2 separate regions of the Sus scrofa genome follow, and region 2 is linked to region 1. Evidence: chromatin contacts called from public HiChIP or PLAC-seq data. All regions are on one chromosome and are shown on one strand. The core of a region is the stretch at or near the end of the contact, and the rest is flanking DNA. Distances in the headings are between cores, read along the strand shown.

What was found. HiChIP or PLAC-seq counts read pairs in DNA pulled down with a chosen protein or histone mark.
Region 2: an H3K27ac HiChIP or PLAC-seq map of alveolar macrophages shows a contact between it and region 1. The contact joins two enhancer-like sites. A contact is called at or near these places in 2 of 47 Hi-C or Micro-C datasets (blood and mesenteric adipose tissue) and 2 of 2 datasets of contacts at active chromatin or transcription factors (alveolar macrophages and skeletal muscle).

Annotation. Positions count from the first base shown.
Region 1 is chr17:36,275,983-36,282,766 of Sscrofa11.1, reverse strand. The region is part of intron 6 of COMMD7 (COMM domain-containing protein 7); the gene reads left to right. Among named protein-coding and RNA genes, the nearest start is that of COMMD7, 46 kb to the left of the region's middle. Within about 2 kb of position 2,661, at least 38 of the 83 cell types and tissues checked have an H3K27ac peak or open chromatin away from gene starts, as enhancers often do. A contact at or near this core is called in alveolar macrophages, where this site is marked.
Region 2 is chr17:36,132,943-36,139,726 of Sscrofa11.1, reverse strand. It overlaps NOL4L (nucleolar protein 4-like), which reads left to right. Exons shown (of 11, transcript XM_021077429.1): 4 at 4,480-4,589. Among named protein-coding and RNA genes, the nearest start is that of NOL4L, 65 kb to the left of the region's middle. Within about 2 kb of position 2,611, at least 4 of the 83 cell types and tissues checked have an H3K27ac peak or open chromatin away from gene starts, as enhancers often do. A contact at or near this core is called in alveolar macrophages, where this site is marked.

The DNA.
Region 1 (6,784 bases), core at 1,412-3,911:
AAGGATGTTGCACAAGTCAAGTTCCAAGTTCTAAGGAATTGAACTCTGACTGAGGTGCTTGGAGAGATGAAAATAAGCCCAGCAGAACAATGTAAGGATATGTTAGAATTGCCTTTTTAATATATTATATATATATATGCGGTATGGTGAGAAGGAGCAGAGAGAGGATGTAAAACACGTAGATAGTGTCCAAGACAAAAGCTCCGAGGGTGAGATGAAGTAAAACTGGCCAGTCCTTTGAGGCAGGCTGGGTACTATCAGTTGTTTCTGTTCTTTGAATCCAGGCACTCGGGCTAATCTGACAGAGCCCTTGACACAAAGGTGCCCCCTGGTGGTTAGTTCTAAAAAATACTGAAGGTTCTCTCACTTGCTTTTTTCTCATTAAAACAGCAGGAGCTCCCGTTGTGGCTCAGCAGTAACGAACCCAACTCCTATCCATGAGGATACGGGTTTGATCCCTGGCCCTGCTCGGTGGGCTAAGGATCCGTGTTGCCTTGAGCTGTGGTGTAGATCACAGACACGGCTCAGTTCTGGTGTTGCTGTGGCTGTGGTATAGCCTGGCAGCTGCAGCTTCAATTTGACCCCTAGCCTGGGAACTTCCATGTGCCATGGGTGCGGCCCTAAAAAAAACCCCCAAAACAAACAGAAAACCCCCAACAGATTATACTTTTTTCTGAGTACCAGACTAATATATCCAAATGCAATAAATACTCTGTAGGACAAGCTCCCGGAAGCACAAAGGCTGGGCTGGTGGGTGTTAGCAGTTTACATGTAGGCAGGTGACTTCTAAGTCTCTTTCCAAAATAATTTGCACTCCCTTTTTGGTTCAGAGAAACATAAACACCGAGATGAGACTGGGTGGGTCACTTCCCCTGCAGTGTTCTGTCCATAAAATGAAGGGGCTGGACTTAGGAAAAAAAAGAAAAGAAAGGAAGGAAACCAATCTTCTTTGAATAGCATGGCTCCTGCTTTGCGCTCAGAGGTGGGTGTGGTGAGACCCACCTGGGGCTGAGCCGCCAAAGGCTTGATGAGGTCGCACAGCTGGTGGGTCTTCCCAAGCCTGGCTGATCGCCACACCCTTCGCTGCCCACGACCCCACCCTCCTCCCCAGCTTCTTCATCCAGTCCACTGACAAACAGCTCTGCGTAGCCGCCAGGGCCAGGCTCTCTGCACCACGTAGGGGAGGCCGCAGGAGCAAAAGCAGGTCTGTCCCTGCCCACTTGAAGCCTCTCACGACTAAATGCGTGCTTGCGAACAGAACTGAAAGGTCAGGGCAGGAGGCACGGAGAAGGGTGGGGTAGGGCGAGGGGAGCCCGCACTCGCCTGGACACAGCCTCTGTCTTTATTCTGAGGGCTTGGGTGACAGGCATGGGGGTGACTGAGTGAAAGATCAAGCCAAAAGACCAGTGTGTGCTTCGGAAGCTGCCATCTGAATCTCCCTGGTGTCACATGTCCCTTGGAGCCCCCACCTGGGCCTCTGGGCCTGCCATGTGGGGAGCCTGTGGCCGTTGAGCCCAACTCCAGCAGCCGGGTCTGAAGAGCTGGCCACTTCCGCCCTCTGCTGTCCCTGTGGTTGGAGGCAGGGGCCGGGACACCTTGGGCCAGTGTGGAGGGGAGCGGCAGAGGCAGCTGCCCTGCCCAGGAGGGGCTGGCCCAGGAGGGGCCGGGGCCTCCTAACTCCCAGCTGGTCTGTGGTTCTGAGGGCCGGCTCAGCCTCTTCCTGCCATCTGTCCCAGCCCAGGCTCCGTGGGAAGGAAACTTTCCAGGGCTTCTCCCCACCTCCCTCCCCACTTCCTCCCCCCCAGCCCCCCCACTGTGAGATGGGACCAACCAGGCCTCCTGCCAGAGGGGTTAGGGGGCTGGGCAGCTTCTTTTGCGGACACTGCTCAGCCCTCATTCCTGTGGGTGTCCGTTCTTCCCTTCCCAATTCCCTTCCCAACAGCGTGTGCCAGTCCCCTACCCCCTGCCAGTACCAGTTAGATGCGGGGACAGAGAGGGGTGGGTGGGACACCCCTGCGGTCTGGAGCTCAGAGCCCGGAGGGAAGATCTAGAGCCAGCCTGGTGGAGTGAGAGGAGCACATTTCTAGAACCATATGTGCTAAGTGCTGCAGGCTGGAAGGAAGAGGGGGAGGGCAGGGCAGTGGTCAGAGGAGGAAGAGTCCATGGCTTCCTTCCCTGGACTTCCAAGCACAAGGTCTGGTGTGTCGAGAAATGGGGCGGGGCTGGGGGGAAGCAAGGCGCGCGCGCGCACACACACACACACACACACACACACACCCACACACACGTTGTGGTCCATTTCCCCCACAAAACTAAAGCTCTTTAATTTGAAGGACTGTTCTTTATTCTGAGATGATGGCCTTCCTGGTTTTTGGTGTTTTCCTGTCCTTTCTGGAAGACAGTCTGTTGTTTGCATTTTATTGTGGCTAAAGAGAACATGAGTTCTGCTCTCTTAATGGTACGTGTGTGGTACAGTATCATTACCTGGATGCCCAGTGCTGCCCAGCAGGTCCCTCCAACTTACTCCCCTGGCCTAACTGAAACTCTACCCACACTGACTAGCAACTCCCCACTTCCTCCCCCGCACCTCCACCCCAGCCCCTGGCAGCCACTCTTCTACTTTCTGTTTCGATGCGTCTGCTCTGGATACCTCATCTGCTCTACATACCTCACGGACGTGGACTCAGGCAGTGCTTGTCCTTCTGTGACCAGCTCATGTCACGTAGCATAACGGCCTCAAGTTTTCGTCCGCATTGTTAGCATAGGACAGGACTTCCTTCTTTTTCATGGCTGAATAACATTTCATCATCTGTATGGACCACGTTTTCTCTCTCATTCATCCACCAGTGGATGTGTAGGTTGACAGTGCTGCAGTCAACATGGGAATGCAAATATATTTTTGAGATCCTAACTTCAGTTCTTTTGGCTATATACCCAGAAGTGGGATTGCTAGATCATACGGTAATGCTATATTTAATTTATTTTGAGGAACCTCCATACCGTTTTCCCTAACAGCTGCACCATTCTGCATTCCCACCCGCAGTGCACAAGGGTTCTCTTTTTCGTATCCTCCAACACTGAACACTTGTTAACATTGTCTTGTTGATGCCTCCTTGTGGTTTTGATTTGCATTTACCTGATGCTTAGGGATGCTGAGCGCCTTTTCATGTGCTTGTCGGCCATCTGTGTGTCCTCTTTGGAGAAAAGTCTGTTCAACTCCTCTGCCCATTTTTTAATTCAGTTATTTGGGTTTTTGCTATGGAGATGTGGGAGTTCCTTATATAATAACTTCTTATCGTATGTACAGTTTGCAAACATTTCTTCCCATCCTGTAGGTTGCCTTTTTGTCGATTGTTTCTTTTGCTGTGCAGAGGCTTTTGAGTTTGATGTAGACCCACTTGTCTATTTTTGCTTTTGTTGCCTGTGCTTTTGATGTCATATTCAAGAACTCATTTCCAAGACCAATGTTCATGACACTTTTCCCCCTCTGTTATCTTCTAAGAGTCTTATAACTTCAGGTCTTGAATTTAAGTCTCCAATCCATGTTGAGTTGACTTTTGTGTATGGTAGAAGATAAGGGTTCAATTTCATCCTTTTGCATATGGATATCCAGCACCATTTGTTGTTTGGTTCTAAGGGCTTCCTTGGCAGAATAACAAATTTACAGTGCCTTGCAGGTTCCCTATAGTTTCCTTAGAAGTGTTCCTGGGCTGTGTAAGTACCTGACATAGTGTCCTTGAGGATGTGGGTTCATTCCTTGGCCTCACTCAGTGGGTTAAGGATCTGGCGTTGCTGCAAGCTGTGGCATAAGTTGCAGAAGTGGCTGTGGCTGTGGCTATGGTGTAGGCCTCAGCTGCAGCTCAGATTGGACCCCTGGCCCTAAAACTTCCATATGCCTCAGGCGTGGCTATAAAAAAAAAAGAGAGAGAGAGAGTTCCTGGTTTGTGAAATCCTGTGAACCAGACTCTCATAATGTTACTATAGTGATGTTTTATATTTGAAAAACTAGGATATGTGGTCCCGTATACAAATGGCTCTTATGAAAAGAGTGGGTCAGCCAGGAATGTTCCAGAAAATCTGAGCCATAGGGCCCATGTCCTTGGAGGCCTGGCAGTTGATTCCTTGTCCCCAGTTAGACCATGAGCACTTTGGAGTTGTGGGCCCCACAGAGGAGGCGGAGTTAGTGTGTGTTCACGTCCATGCAGCCAGGGGTGCTGACACCAGAGAGATGAAGCCCTTTGCCCACATCACAGAGCAGCTCAGCCAGAGGTGGCCCGGCCCAGGGTTTCCCAGTTCTTGGGCCAGCACCGTTTGAACAGCACGTGGCTCCCTGCCTACACTAAACAAAACCTTCCTCACCCTGCAGTCTAAAGTGGTTGACAAAGAGCTTTTTCCTTCTGAACTGGAAAGCCTTGATTGTGCAGAGATGGGGTTTGTACCCTTTAGTGTCTCCCCCAGCTTGCCAGCAGGGCACCTGACACATGGGCAGAACATGTGAAGTGTCTGAACAAGGGGTGACCAGCTTTTTCAATTGTGAGGCAGCTCTGTGTAGGAGCCAGAAATTAGAAAATTCAAATTCTTTTTCCTGCTCTGGCACAGATTTGCTTTGTTGACACTGGGCCTCAGTCATCACATGTGTTAACAATAACAGGAACAGTAGTTCCCGTTGTGGCTCAGTGGGTTAAGAACCCAACTAGTATCCGTGAGAATGCGGGTTCGATTCCTGACCTCGCTCAGTGGGTTAAGGATCTGGTGTGGACGTGAGCTGTGGTGTATGTCACAGATGTGGGTCGGATCTGGCGTTGTGGTGACTGTGGTGTAGGCCAGCAGCTACAGCTTCAATTCCAGCCCTAACCTGGGAACTTTCATATGCTGCCCTAAAAAGAAAAATGATAATAGTAACATCAACAGCAATAATAGGAAACATGTAATGAGTGGCTCCTATGTGTCAGGCATTGCACTGACCACTTTCATAGGTATAAACCCACTTACTCCTCCCAGTCACCCCGGAGATAGGGCTTATATACAGATGAGGAAACACTAGCCCAGAGGGGTTAAGGATCTTGTCCAAGGTCACACAGTTAGTTAGAGGGACACTGAAGCACAGGCAGGCCAGCCCCAGAGATCACCTCATCACAGATGATACTGAGCATCTAGAAGAGTTTTCTTTTTTGAAGGTGCACGTGAGGCATATGGAGGTTCCCAGGCTAGGGGTCTAATGGGAGCTACAGCCGCCGGCCTACACCACAGCCACAGCAACGCCAGATCTGAGCCTCGTCTGCCACCCACACCACAGCTCATGGCAACGCCGGATCCTTAACCCACTAAGCAAGGCCAGGAATCGAACCCGCAACCTCATGGTTCCTAGTTGGATTCGTTTCCGCTATTCCACGATGGGAACTCCTAGAAGAGTTTTCTTTTCTTGCTCAGAAAGGCGGTGATTATTTGATACAGAGAGTGGCAGCCGTTTCCATTCTGGGCCCTTGGCAAAATGTTTCTGCTTGAGTTCCTGCAGCCTCTGTTAAATTGAAACTGTGCACATCTCTTCCTGGGAGGAAGGTTACTCTTCGGACAGGGCTCCTTGGGAGGAATTTTGGCAGAGGGAGGCAAAAAAAAAAAAAAAAAAAAGCAGATGGAGAGGCCTGCCTCCCTGTCTCTCTGCATCTCCATGGCCTCTTGTTCCCTGCAGCTCCGTCACAGCTGCCCTCAGCAAGGTCTAGGCCACCTTTGGCCCTGACCTATGTGTCTCTCTAGGCAGCTGACCTCACTTGCTCCAAAACATTCCAAGGGGCAGCCAAAGTCGGCCTCTAAAGACAGCAGTGAGGAGCTCCTGCTGTGATGTAATGGGATCGGCAGCGTCTTGGGAGCCCTGGCGGGGTTGGATCCCCACCCCGGCACAGTGGGTTAAGGATCTGGCATTGCCATAGCTGCAGCTTAAGTCGCAACTGTGGCTTAGATCTGACCCTGGCCCTGGAATTCCATATGCCGTGGGGTGGCCAAAAATGAAAATAAAATAAAAGACAGCAATGACTCTCATCATGCCCCTACCTAAAGGTCTCCCACGGCTTCCTGAAGGTCTTGGTATAAGTCCAAGGTGACTCCCGCCACCCTCTGACCTCATTTCACACCTCCTCCCCTTCACTCACCCTCCCATAGCCCTGTGCTGGCCCAGCCAGTGGCCACGAGCCATATGGGGCTGCTGAGCCCTTGGAAAGGGGCCAGTCCAAACTGAGGCAAGCTCGTCTGCATAGAATACATGTTTGCTCCCAAAGCTCCAGTACAAAAAAAGATGTAAAATTGATCATTTTTATCGTGATTCTGGGAGTTCCCATTGTGGCTCGGCAGAAACAACACAACTAGTATCCATGAGGATGCGGGTTCAATCCCTGGCCTTGCTCAGTGGGTTAAGGATCTAGCGTTGCCGTTGTGGCTGTGGTATAGGCCAGTGGCTACAGCTTGTATTCGACCCCTGGCCTGGGAACTTCCATATGCCTTGGGTGCGGCCCTAAAAAAAAAAAAAAAAAAGACGAAAAAATTTTTATATTGTTTCTATGTTGAAATGATAATATATGAGATATAATGGGTTAAAGAAAATATATTATTAAAATGAAATTTGGTTTCTTTTTATGTATTTTTTTTTTAAGGACAACAAAATTTATTCTGAAAGGTAATTGTGTGTTCTTAGTAGCAGATATTAACAGCACGATCTCTAGATCCCTAGGGATAATTCACAGTTCTGAACCAGGCTTTGGAAAAGCATTTCCACTCGTCTGTGCAGAATTTA
Region 2 (6,784 bases), core at 1,362-3,861, 140 kb after region 1:
GTGTGTGTGTGTTTTGTCTTTTGAGGGCCACACCCGCAGCATATGGAGGTTCCCAGGCTAGGGGTCTCATCGGAGCTGTTGCTACCGGCCTATGCCAGAGCCACAGCAACTCTAGATCCGAGCCGCGTCTGCGACCTACACCACAGTTCACAGAAATGCCGGACCCTTAAACCACTGAGCAAGGCCAGGGATCAAACCCGCAACCTCATGGTTCCTAGTCGATTCATTTCCGCTGTGCCACAAGGTGTCTTTGGACAGAGGAGTTCCTCCATCCTGTACGTGGAAACTCGTGAGAATTGCCACCTTGTGTTCCACCTGGAGGACCCTGGGCCACCACCTCAGCAGGAACTTGGGTTGATTGGCAAATGCCACGGGAACGCAGCTGTGGTCAGCGCTCGGCCTGGCCTGGGAGAGCCTCTCCAGCACTGGTTATTCTCAAGGCCTGGAAAACTAGGTCTAGTGCTTGGGCTGGCTTCAGTTTTCCTTGGCAAAGACGTGTCGAAACATTTCTTTGGGTAGTTCCTCGCCTCTCTCATCAGCAACCTGCTGGGTTATTTCAGCTCTGTGACCCCTACCAGCTCCTAACTCACCAGTGGTCTCAGGTTACTTATAGTGGCTCAGGAGTGGCCCCTGTATTTGTTGACCACAGCAGGGGCCTGGCCTGTCCAACAGAGTCCAAGGAAGCCACTTCTTCCTCATTCGTGTGTCCATCCTAGCTCATTCCCCATCCCCCATCAGCACCTGGCTCCACAGAGCCCCACTGGCCCTGCTCTGTAGCTCTTTCCTACTAAGCTGAGTCTCTTCGTGAGTGGCACTTATCACCCCCAGAAGCTGGTGGCTCCCCACTGCCAAAAACACTGCCTGCCTGTCTCCTGGCTGTGCTGTGGCCGAGTTCTGACCTCCCACAGCCAGCTCCCTGGCACATTCCCCGCACCTGGAATGTCTCCCGCCGGCCAAGGTCCTGCCTCCCTGACTCTCTCACTTCTGGAACTGCAGACGCAAGCATTTCGCTACACACCGATCTCTGATGGATTCGTGTGTGTGCCCGGGATGTCCCTGCTTCCCCAAACAAGGGCATCCTGCCTCCTCTCCTTGAGCTCTCCTGGCTCACCTCTGGGCACTGGAAGCAGTTTCTGATCTGTGGACATGCTGGGCAGGGAGCAGGCAAGGAGGCCCCCTTCTTTAGCCTCCCAAGATTACATTCCAGCCATTGTGGGGTTTTTTTTCCCTAAATCAATTTGTACCTGGCTTTTTAAAAGTTACCTTGGGAATTAGTGTCATGGCTCAGTGGTAACAAACCCGACTAGTATCCATGAGGATGTGGGTTCAATCCCTGGCCCCACTCAGTGGGTTAAGGATCCGGCATTGCTGTGAGCTGTGGTGTAGGTTGTAGACACGGTTTGGATTGCAGCTACAGCTCCGATTCGACTCCTAGCCTGGGAACTTCTATATGCCACAAGTGCCGCCCTAAAAAAGAAGACAAAAAAAAAAATTTTTCCTTAAATAAAAGTTACCTTTTTAGGAGTTCTCTGGAGGTTCAGAGGATTAAGGACTTGGCATTGTCGCTGCTGTGGCACAGGTTCAGTCCCTGGCCCGGGTACTTCCACAGGCCACAGGCGTGGGCAAATAAATAAACAAATAAATGAAGTTACCTTTTCGTAAGTAGTCGTGGCATATCAGGCAGGACATGGGTGACCATCAGTAAAGGAACAGGGTCCAGCCTCCACAGACAACAGAATCGCCATGGCACCCAGTGAAGTCTTCACTGAAGCTCTGATCAGGCCTCTTAGGGTGGAGGGCCCTTCTCACGTAGCAGCTTTTCACCAGACAGCCTTGTCTTTGAGGAAATGGAAAGGACAGAATCTTACATCTGAAGACCCGAGATCCGAAAACGGGAACCGTGGCTCTTCTGAGTGATGTCATCTGAATGTGGCCACAACGTCTGCCCCACAGAGTGCATCTAACCCCCTCGATCGGGGCTGGGGGCAGGTCCCCGCCTGCCCCTGGGTTGCAGAAGGTTTGATCCAGGCAGCAAGGAGAAGAGGACTCAAGGTCACAAAAATGCATTTAGCTTCCCCAGAGCTCGGGGCGTCTATGCCGGAGGAGCCAGTGTGCGCTGGTGCCAGGGAACTCCTTTGCCACAGAACCAAGAGGCAAGCCCTTAAGAAAAGGAAAAAGGTTTGGCCCATTTCAAGTCAGTTTCTGAGACATTCTCCTAGTGATATTTACCTCCTCCTGGAAGAACAGAAATTCTGCATATGACAGCATAGGTGTAAAAAGCCAAACTGTTCTGCATTTCCGTGAAACCTGACAAGAAATGTTATTCAAGAGGGATTCCACCTCAAAACTCATGGACCCTGTTTTCTGTAGGACTGTCGGTATCCTTACCAAGTAGGAATTCCCTTTTGGGTAGTTTTTCCCCCTGTTGGCAGGGGCCTTTTTTCTTTATCGTGGCAAAACATACCATAGAACTTGCCATTTTAATCATCTTCAAGTGTACAACTCAGTGGCTTTAGTCATATTCACCCTGCTGGACAATCACCACCACTATCAATTTCCAAAACTTTTTCATCACACCAAACAGAAACTGTGGACCCATGAAGCAGTAACTTCCCATCCCCACACCCCCGCCCCTAGTAACCTCTCTTCTACTTTCTGTCTCTGTGAATGTGCCTGTTCTAGATATTCCATCTACGGGGAATCACACAGGATTTGTTCTTTGGCGTCTGGCTTCTTTCACTCAGCAGAGTGTTTTCAAGGTTGCAGGGGCCTGTCTAGCCTGGGCTCCGGCTCTGGAGGAGCAGCTTCAGCAGATCCCTGCCTTTCTCAACCCCCACCCCATCACCCGCTCCCCTGGGCATCCCCTGGGTGCAGTGCAGATGGCAGAGAGTAGTTGCTCCCACTTCTCCTCGCACTGCTCAAACCCCAGCCCGTGAGCAGAACTAGGCCCGGGGGGTTGGTGGGGTGGGTTGGGTGGGGCTTGGGTCAAAGGCCTGGCGCCCTTGGAAGCCAGGGGAGGAGGCGGAGAATAGGTAACCAAGACTATTTTCTGGACAGAGGCTAGGGCCGGGTCAAGTACTAAATGACTAAATGAGGCCCCAGTTAGTGTGACGTGTCCCAGCCAGTGGCTCCAGGGTGTTGAGCTTGGTCACCGTAGGGGACATCTGAAGGGGAAGCTGGGCTGGGGAGAGAAGTGATGGGAGTTCCCTTTGAATCACGCTTCCTGTCCTCTCAGCTTCTTCCAGTGCCAGTGCAGTCTCTCCCATGCGACCCCCACGGTGGCATCGAGGATGCAGAACACAATGGCTGGGCAGTGTCCCCCGCAGCATCCTTTGCCAAAGGCAGCCTGGCCAGACATTTCAAGAGTTATGGCATATTCCTACCCTTTGACCCATGAATTCCACGTCTTGGAATCTGGTCTAAAGAGGAAACGATCAGAAATACAGGCCAACATTCATGCACAAAGATGTTCCCCGCAGTGTTTATAACAGCCCCCCAATGGGGAACAACCTAAATAGCCAGTCATAAGGGACTGACTTAAGGAAAGTATGGAAAAATAGTACAGGACTATAAAAATTATACTTGCAAAGCAAAACAATGATGGTGGGGGAAATGCCTGTGACAAAATGTTAAGCAAAAAAAAGTTTTTTTAAAGCGGATTATATCATTCTCTGTACACATTATGATACCAAGCATGTAAAGAAGAGACATCACAGGGAAAAAAATAAACAGAAGCATATGCCAAGCTGCTTGGTGCAATTATGGGTTTTTTTTATTATTATTATTTTTCCTTACATCTTTCCACATTCTGCAAATGCTCTGCAAAGAGAACATGCGTTACTTTGATCTTCAGGACGAGAAAGCAATAAACGGGAGGAACAGTGCTCCTCTCCGCGTGATTAAAGAGGAACTAGAATTTGGGGGATACTGGAGGCCTGGCCCAGACCCCTGAGCCGTGTGGTACCTGATGTGCTTCAGGGGGTGATGCTATGGAGGTGGGGGACCAGGTGGAGTGGTGGCGGGCCTGGGAGCTGGCTCAGACCAGCCTTGGAAACTTAAATGACCACGAGGCCCTGGCAGTTACAGCACTCATAATCGAGAGAGGGTGTGCAGGGCCATAGATAGGAAGGGATGGCCACACAGAGAGCTCACACTCTGTCTCCAAAGAGTGGCCGCCACCCAGCCAAGCTGGGTGCTCACCACATGGGCATGAGGGCTCTGTGCGGCCAGACCCTCCATCTTTCACAGAAGCCAGAAACCCCTGATGTCTGAAATGCAAACTCTCTCCCGAAACACCAGCACCTAATTGAAAAATACTTTGGGTGCCGTGCAGTCCACATCCACGGGCCAGAAACGGTGGGCGGGCCACCAGTCCGCCACCACCAGCCTGCTCCCGCTCCGCCCACCTCATGCGGGTGCCGGGCTGCCAGTGGCCCACAGCACAGGCTGAAAGGAGCTTCCTTTTGTTCTTTCTGCCAGAAAATGAGCCTCCCTCTCCTCTGGTCTCCGGGATTATCGATTACAACATGCCCCTCACCTCCACGTACCTGAAGCAGATGAAGCTGCGCGTGATGAATTCCCAGGAGCAGGTAAGGCGTCGCCCCCACCCCCCGCGCGCCCCACCTGGAGGCGTCCTAACTTGCCTTGATGGGGTTGATCCTTTCCGAGACTGGGGCCACAGCCTGTGTAAACACACTGGAAATCAAAGAGGCCCTTATCTGGTTATCTGGGCCGTGCAGTCTAGGCTGAGAGGGGTGGGAAGGAATGTGTTCCTAGTTAGAGGGTCTGCTGGGCAGACCGCCCTGCTGGGTCTTCAGTCAAACTTCCCTTAAGGGCAGGGGCGAGGGAGGGGGGTGGGTAAGAGCAGCTGACCTTGGCTCTTGGGTGGTTCTTTCTCTGCTCTGCGCTTTGTCACTGGCCTCCTCTCCCCAGGGAGGCCGGGGCGGAGGGGGGCAGGGGCTGGCTGCCAGCCTGTGGCCTCTGTCACTCTTGGGGCCCAGACAGGCCCGGAGGATGGGCCTTGGAGGGTGGCCTAGGTGAAATAAGGCCCTGGGCCCCCCCGGGTGGCCAAGACTCCCCGGCTGTGGGTTGCCCAGAGCCGTCAGGCCCCATACACACAGGCTATGGAAAGAAACCCCTCCTGCCTGCCTCCCCGCATGGTCCACTCTCCAGCCCTTTGCAAAGCAAGGTGCCTGTCCTTCAAAGAAGGACTGGGTGAGGAGCTCCTGCTGTGGCTCACAGGGGTCAGTGGCATCTTGGGAGTATTGGGACGCAGTTCCACCCACACGGAACAGTGGGTGAAGGATTCAGCACTGCTGCAGCCGTGGCTTAGGTCACGACTGCGGCCGGATCTGATCCTCGGCCCCCGACCTCCATTTGCCACTGGGCGGCCAAAATGGGGGGCGGGGGGCAGGTACTAGGTAAGTGCCACCCCCTCCCTCTGCCACTGCCCCAAACCAAAGTCACAATTTCTCACCTCCTGCTTCAAGCTTTCTCATCTGTTGTGGCGTATGAATCTACCACATCTTCCAGGCCCAGCTAGGGAAATGGGTTCTTTCTCCCCCGTTGGAGGTCTGACTCCCAGCCCTGGGTACATGCCTTCCTGGTCCAGCTGGTCTCCTTGACAACCTGAGCTTGTGTCTGCCGCCGATGGGGATGATGGCTCTGAATTCAGCCCCAAGGAGATGTAGCAGGACATGTTTAGGCAGCATCTGGGGCTGTGGCACCCGTTTAAGGATATGAGCTGGTTTCCTTGGGTTCTGCCCTCCCCTAAGGAGGAGGCATGGTGTGTCCTTCTGTCCCCATGGCCTCTGAAGGTCAAATGAAGTGAGCCTTGCCCTGGGTGGTAGAGCCGTTTGTGTGTCTGCGTCCTCGCGTCTTTTCATCCGAGATTGTCTATTCTACGATGGTTGTATCCCTAAGAAATTTCATGTTGTCATCAAAAATATCGTCGGTGGGGAATATGGTGTTGGGTTTACCACTCACAGCCACAAAGTTGTTTTTGTGCGGGGTCGCCAGGAATAAGGGTGTTGCTTTCGTTAATAGTTACAAAATCTAAAAGCCACGGTGCAGTTTTGGCCTGCGATCTCAGACTACCGCTGCAGGGCAATTGGTGGTCTTTCTTCTCCTGTAACCGTCCACACTCACACCGTCCAGGCACCTGGCTTCTCACACGTTCTTATCACCATTCTCTTCCGTCTCGGTGAAGAGTGAGGCACAGAGGCGCTTGAACAGCCAAACAGCCAGGAGTACAGCCCCACCACTTGCTCTTTCTTACAAAATGGTGCTAGATCCAGCTCACCACCAGAACCAGTAGCAGTCAGTGTGGCCCACACTGTGACACCCCCCCCCCATTAATGGATCCTACTGTGTTTTGTTTGGTTTTACAAATTTTTACCATCTGTGGGACATTAAGATTGTTGGTTAGGTGAGTTCCCGTCATAGCTCAGTGGTTAATGAATCCGACTAGGAACCATGAGGTTGCAGATTCGATCCCTGGCCTCGCTCAGTGGGTTGGGGATCCGGCGTTGCCGTGAGCTGTGGTGTAGGTCACAGGCGCCACTCGGATCTGGCATTGCTGTGGCTGTGGTAGACCAGTGGCTACAGCTCCGATTAGACCCCTAGCCTGGGAACCTCCACATGCTGCAGAAGGACAGAAAAAAAAAAAAAAAGACTGTTGGTTAGGTGCATTAGCAGGGATTCTGTCATTCGGCAAATACTTAGGGAGCCCCACTCTGTGAGCCAGTCTCTGGAGATGAGCAAAAACAGCTCTTCTCATGGTGTA